Regions from separate parts of the Sus scrofa genome. Here region 1 is linked to region 2. Evidence: chromatin contacts called from public HiChIP or PLAC-seq data. All regions are on one chromosome and are shown on one strand. The core of a region is the stretch at or near the end of the contact, and the rest is flanking DNA. Distances in the headings are between cores, read along the strand shown.

Evidence for each region. HiChIP or PLAC-seq counts read pairs in DNA pulled down with a chosen protein or histone mark.
Region 1: an H3K27ac HiChIP or PLAC-seq map of alveolar macrophages shows a contact between it and region 2. The contact joins the promoter of MORC2 here to the promoter of MTFP1 in region 2. A contact is called at or near these places in 1 of 47 Hi-C or Micro-C datasets (heart right ventricle) and 1 of 2 datasets of contacts at active chromatin or transcription factors (alveolar macrophages).

What each region holds. Positions count from the first base shown.
Region 1 is chr14:47,798,491-47,801,710 of Sscrofa11.1, forward strand. MORC2 (MORC family CW-type zinc finger protein 2) reads right to left here and starts at 1,942. Exons shown (of 26, transcript XM_005670853.3): 1 at 1-1,942. It also overlaps LOC100525309.
Region 2 is chr14:47,390,778-47,394,023 of Sscrofa11.1, forward strand. It overlaps MTFP1 (mitochondrial fission process protein 1), which reads left to right and starts at 1,801. Exons shown (of 5, transcript XM_001929262.7): 1 at 1,801-2,065; 2 at 2,829-2,956. The coding sequence starts at 1,999. It also overlaps a transcript of SEC14L2 not described here.

The DNA.
Region 1 (3,220 bases), core at 692-3,191, 410 kb after region 2:
AACTATAAGCTTATTAATGGAATAGATTTTTTTCAGGATTCTGAAATCTGTACTCCTCAAACAAGGTTACCTAGTGAATCTATCCACAGTATATTCAGAGATGTCTAAAACAATTGATTTTGCTTTTAAATTTTCTTAATCTTCTCAGTGACTATGATGTAATATTTTGGAAAGAACTACGTCATAAACCTGCAGTTTTAAGGAAGAGTTAGCGTTAATTTGTGATAGTTCAGATTTGAATTGAAATGTTGTTGGTCTGGAGTAGATGATACTGGAGTTGGCAATTACTGCTCCATCTTCACGTTCTTCGAGCGTTTTTTTCAGTTCCTCTAAATTTCCTGTGAGGAAATTTACCAGTCCAGAAATTCACCAATCCGTAAATTCAGCAACTTATGTCATAAAATTGGACAACCACCCATGTCTTCGCCATCAATGATCCCAGGATCCTTAAAGAAGCCCCAGACTGGCGACCATGTTGTTGATGGAGTGCATATGGCGTTAGTTCCGGCTTCACCACCTCCCAAATGAAAGATTTCCAAAGCGCTGAAGACCGATTTCTGTTTTTCAAAGCCTGGACCAAACCTAGCCTGAGGTCCGTCCCACTTTCCTCAGGGTAGTGGGTCAAATTACCTCACACAGACCCATTAAGTCGCCTCAGACCTGACCCGCCCAAATCAACTCAGGCGAGTTGCGCCCCTCCCCCACTTCCCTCAGACAGCGGCCTCAGCCTCTCAGGCGCTCGGTCCCGTGTTCTCCTCCTCACATAGAGAAGATAGTCCCAGCTTTCAAGGCCCGGATTGAGGGCAGTGACGAGTACACTACCCGAGCGGGCGTTGCCCTGCGCTCACAGCTGCAGCTGCCTTTGTCCCTCCCCACGGAATTGGAACCCAACAACCGCAGCGCGCTCTTGGAACCATGTGCTGCCTCCGCCTCCGCCGCTGCCGCCACCGCCGCCGCGAGACCACAGCCCGCACTGCGCTGGATGATATGGTGACCGGACTCAACACCACAAAATTCGGCGTCTAGGTCTCCTCCGCCGCTGCTATCGCTGGCGTCTCTGCCACCTCAGCCAGCGCTTTGTCTCCGCTAGTGCACACAGCCCGGGCCGCCTCGCGCACTCCCCGACGCCCCAAGCCCCCGAGGCCTCCGCGGCGTATTCGGCCAATCACAGAGCCGCAGATCCTCCCGCCCCCGCTCTGATGCGACGCCTTCTGATTGGTAGGTAGCGTGTCTCCACGTGACCGGATCTTGTTAGCTGGGCCCTCCCCTGTCACGTGAGTGAGCGCGCCTCTCTTCCTGCTTTCTTGACCCTCTCCGCCATTTAAAGAAACAGTACCGGGGGCGGGCCGAGCGACGCAGCCGGGACGGCAGCTGCGGCGCGGACCGGAGGAGCCATCTTGTCTCGTCGCCGGGGAGTCAGGCCCCTAACTCGAAGAAGCCCTGGCGCGCCCTCCCCCCCTCCCCGGTCTGGTAGGGCGAAGGAGCGGGCGCGCGGTCGATCGAGCGATCGGTTGGCGGCTCTTTCTCCTGCTCTGGCATCCAGCTCTTGGGGCGCAGGCCCGGCCGCCACGGCGCGCGCCCGGTGGCCGTTGGCGTTCGCGCCGCGTCTTTCTTCTCGTACGCAGAACTCGGGCGGCGGCCTATGCGTTTGCTATCCGACGAGGAGTCGTCCGGGTGGTCGGCGGCGGCGGGCAGTTGCTCCGCCCCGCTCCTGGGGAGGCGGCGGCGGCGGCGGCGGCGGCGGCGGGATTTGGCACGGCCGGGGAAGCTGGGGTGGCCGGGGCCGGCCTGGAGGCCTGGCACCACCCTTCGGGGCCTGCAAGGACCCAATTGGGGGGACAGGAGGGAGCCGGGGGATGGTTGGTGGTGGGCTTTCTACTTTGTCTTTTCCTCCTTATGCCGCCTTAGTGAGGGGCGGGAGCGCTGGAGGCCGCTCCGGGGTGGAGAGACAAGCTCCGGAGTCGGAAGAGCTGGGTTTGCTTCCGGGCCTAACCACCAGCTGGCCGAGTGACCTTAGGCAAGTCACTCTGTAATTTATCTGCGCCTCAGTTTCCTCCTTCTCCATCAATGTTTGTGGGATTGAAAGCGCTTTGTAAACTGTAAAGCGTCGCTGTATGTAAGGGATGATTATTGTTCGTAATGGCTTGGTTTTTTGTTTTTTGGTTTTTTTTTTTTGGAGTTGTAAGAAAACTTAGAAATTGCCCAATCCTTGGATTTTGAACCTGGAAACCTTGGATTGGAGGTGGAGATCCCCAAACTCCTTGAAATTGTATGCAGAAATTAGGGGGAATGTGCATTTTAGAGAATGAGAAGCCATCGCCAGCAAGTTTTCATTGGGGGCTGTGACCCAGAAGAATTAAGAACCACATTTCCTTTGTCACAAGGAGGAAACTGAGGCCAGATGTCATTTGGGACCCTTCACAACCAATTCGAAGCCCCTGTTTGAATCCCTGAGATATGTGAGCTGTTCTGTGCATAGTGGATATTCGTGGTAACAACACTCCACTTCTTGGCTTCTATTTTGAGTTCTTTCACCATGGGTTGCCTAAAGGGTGACTGATGCTTAAAGGTACAGTGGCACCCAGCATAAAGCAGCTAAAACTGGGCATGGATATGTTCTCTAGTATCAAGAAGCTTATTTAATCTTTGGCCCAACAACTTTTTTTTTTCTGGTGCCTGACTACCTTTCTGACTCTTCATTGACCATTTTCTATGACCATGGTTGCCATCCGTTACTTTCCCCTATTTTATATTCCTAGTCTGTGTGGTTGGTAGTGAGCAGGCTTATTTTTAAATGGTGCTGCCAAGTCCAACTAATTAATGGTGCAGGTGGATTTTTAGCAAGCTGGCTCACTAGAACAGACTGAACCAGGCATGGAATTCTTGAAAATGTTTGGGGGGTTGAGTCTTTATTAATTGAAGGTTAACGTTTTCTGAGAAGTTTTGTTAGAATTTTCTGCTGAACCTCAAAATCAGATTGAAAGTGTTTCAACCTTAAATTTTTTCTGGTCTGCTTTGTATTCTATTTGCTTGCAAGTGTGTTACTAAGATGGCCAAAATGCCAGTTTTTGCTTCTTTGTTAATTGTCAGCTGCTTTTATCAAATATCAGGCAGTTATCCAGCAAACACTATAGAAATGTTTGAACAGTTGGCTTTCAAACATTTTCATTTTGTGGAGTGGTGCTTACCATTGGTACAGCTCTAAGCAAGCAAACGCAAA
Region 2 (3,246 bases), core at 551-3,050:
TGAGGGCATTTCCCATTCTGAGTCTCCCAGGGTGTCCGACCAGAGCAAGGCCTTGCTGGTCCCGTCTCTGGGAGGCCTGCGGTGGGTGCAGTGGGTTCCTGTGCCTGTAGGTGCTGCTGCCCCAGCACGAGGCCAAAGGCCGGGCCAGCACCGGGCAGAGCCAGGGGCTGGGGGCAGCCAGAGAGCCTCGCAGGCCCCCAGCTCCTCCTTCCACAATGACAGGGTGGGGGTGGGGGGAACAGACCTTGCGGCAATCACAGCTCTCCACTCAATCCCACATTCTGCAAACGAACACCAGGCCTTGGATTGCACAGAACCCGAGAAGGCGGTCCCGCCTGGGCCCTCGTGGGCATTCCCTCCCTTCAGAAACCCAGACCCTGGCCCAGCCTGGGGAGAGGTCTGGCGAAGCAGATGGAGGAGGAAGGGGCAAGGCTGGCGCTGACAGGATGGCCCGAGGCCGCGCGGGAGCCCCAGTCAGACTCTTCAGGACATCCTGACCTTGGTTTACAACGCTCTGTTAGGAAAATTAACCCAATGAATAAAGCAATGTTCAGTGCACGGGGAGTAGCAGTCAGTGACCTCCGCCTCGCTCTTCGCGGTCCCTCAGTCAAACCTCCACTTTAGGAGCCCAGCGTTTACCCGCTACTAAGCGGGGCGCATGTGCAAAAACAGCCCGCTGCTTAAGCGCTTTCTCACGGCGCCGGGATGGCCAGCTTGCCTCCTGATTGGCCCAGGCCGCATCTTCCGCCATTTTTGCTGAGGGCACTAAGTGTACTCCTGACTTCCTTTACCGTCAGAGCGGAGGCTCCGCCCCACTCGGGCTTCTCAGGGCAAGCTAACAAGTGCGGGTTTGGCGAGTCCTTGCAGCGCTTGCGGCAGGCCCGGAGTGGGAGGTTGGCTGAGAAGCAACGGTCACGTGGTGTTAGGGACCGTCTCCCAATTCCGCGCGTGCACTGCCAGTATTTCCGGGGCTAGGGATCAGCTTGGGCTCCGAAACAAGCTTCCTGCCAGATCACCAATGAACTGGCTGCCTTATAAGATCCCACCAAAATAGAGACGCCTGAAAACAGGGCCCACAATAGGGAGTCTAGGATATTTATTTGATGATGAGCGCCTCCTGGATACACTGCATCAGCCCTGTGCTTACTGTTTTGGGTTATTGCAAAGACTCAAGGAAACTACAGCCAGAGCGCTTAGTGTACGCTCAGTATGTATTAGCTACTCATTTTTTTACAGACGTGGCTGACAGTTAATAGGCGGCACAACTGGAATTTGAACCCAGGACTGCCTGTCTTTAAAAGCTGTGTCTTTGTTTGCTGATACCCCAAAGGATTCAGAGTTTCACTCGGGTTCTCAACATACACTCCCTCAGTCTCATTTACTGAGCTTACCTTAAGAGCATGGGAACTAGAGCCTCACAGCCTGGAATCAAATGTCGGCTTCACTACTCAGCAGTCGTAGGACCCGGGAAAGTGACCAATTATTTCTATCTCTATTCCTCATCTGTAAAAGGAGGGTGGGGTTTATGCCTGGCTGAGGGGAGGGTTTAAAGAAGTAAGCCATCTGGAGTCTTTAGCCAACAGTCTGGCTGGCACTAAACTCGATAAATGATGAGTGTAATTCATCCTCGAAACTGCCCCAGGAGTAAACCCATCCTGTTTCCTATCTAACAAATAAAGTGACGTGCAGAGAAGTACAGACTCTTGCTCGAGGTCACACAGCTATGAAGCGTAGCATCCGGTATTTGAACCTGCGTCTCTTTGGCTCCAACACTACAGTCAGTGCTGAGAGAGGATCGCGCAACCGTTCAACCCCAGAGAAAACGTGATGAAAATTAATCTGTAAAACCCAAGCTTGGGAGGGGGGCGCCAGTGCGCGAGGGAATTTGCAGACGCTCCCTGCTGGTGGGGACCGCACGACCTGTCCTTCAGTCTGGGACCTTAAGCCGGTCCCGCAGCCGCAGACAGGAGCGCTAGTGGAAGCCGAGGCGGAAGCGTCATGTCTGAGCCGCCCCCGCGGGGGGCCGAGCGCGACCTTTTCCGGGACACGTGGGTGCGGTACTTGGGTGAGCACGGGGCAAGGGGCACGGCGACCCCCACACCACGTGGCTGGGAAGCAGGGGTTCCCAGACGCCGGTCAGGGACATGGCGAACGTGGGAGGGCTGTAGTTCTCATTCAGCCGGGGCAGAGACTGGGCTCAGAGAGGGTTCTGGACTGGCTCAAGATCACACAGCTTGGCCTGTCCAGCCCGGCCCTCACGGTCTCTGCTGGTCTGTCTCCCAGGTGGAAGCTGCAGCCCAAGTAGGTGGATGGGGATGAGTGGGCTGCCCCCTGTGGAATGACTGGACACTGGCTGTAGTCAGGGCACTTGAACTCTCATCTTGGATCAGTCGCTCTGACTAAGCTTGTTTCTTCCTCAGCAAAAAGGGATGAGCACAAGGTCTCTCTCATTGGGTGGTAGTTGTGAGGGTACAATGAGATAAGGTACAGAAAGGCCTGGCACTTAGCGAGTTCCCCGTCAGAGGGGCTGCCTTTAGTCTCTCTCACTGCCTGTCCCCCCAGCCAGCTCACATGCTTCTAGAACCCAGACTATTAAGGCAAGTAGGCTGTGAGAATGGAGACAGTACTCAGCTCTCCCATAAGGAAAGAGTCCAGGTGAGCATCATGGGTGTCATTTTACAGGTGGGGAAACACTCACAGGAGTAAAGTCACTTTGTCTAAGGTCATCCAGCTACTGCTTAGCAGGCTGAGATAAGAACCATCTCCCTCTAGTGCCCTCTTGTGGAACAACCCAACCGCTCAGGAATTAAATATTCCTCCACCACCAGGCTATGCCAATGAGGTAGGGGAGGCCTTCCGCTCCTTGGTGCCAACAGCTGTTGTGTGGCTGAGCTATGGTGTGTCCAGCTCCTATGTGCTGGCTGATGCCATTGACAAAGGCAAGAAGGCAAGAGATGTAAGTGTTAACCTGCCCCTCAACCCCCACCCCAGTCCACTCCCCTTGTGGTCAGTCTACAGCCTTGCATATGGTTAAGTCCCTTGTGGCACAGTCGAGTCCCCACAGCCTGGCCTGGTGCATTCCACACCACAGTCCTGCTTGCAGGATAGGCACCCCACCCCCAACCGTGCAGGTGACATGATCTATACTGAAGTCCTGTTTGTGCATGAGTCAACCTTCAGCCCAGAACCCAACACTAGTGCGGCTCTGTCCCCACCCACCTTCACTTCCCTCTCCCTGGTCCCTCC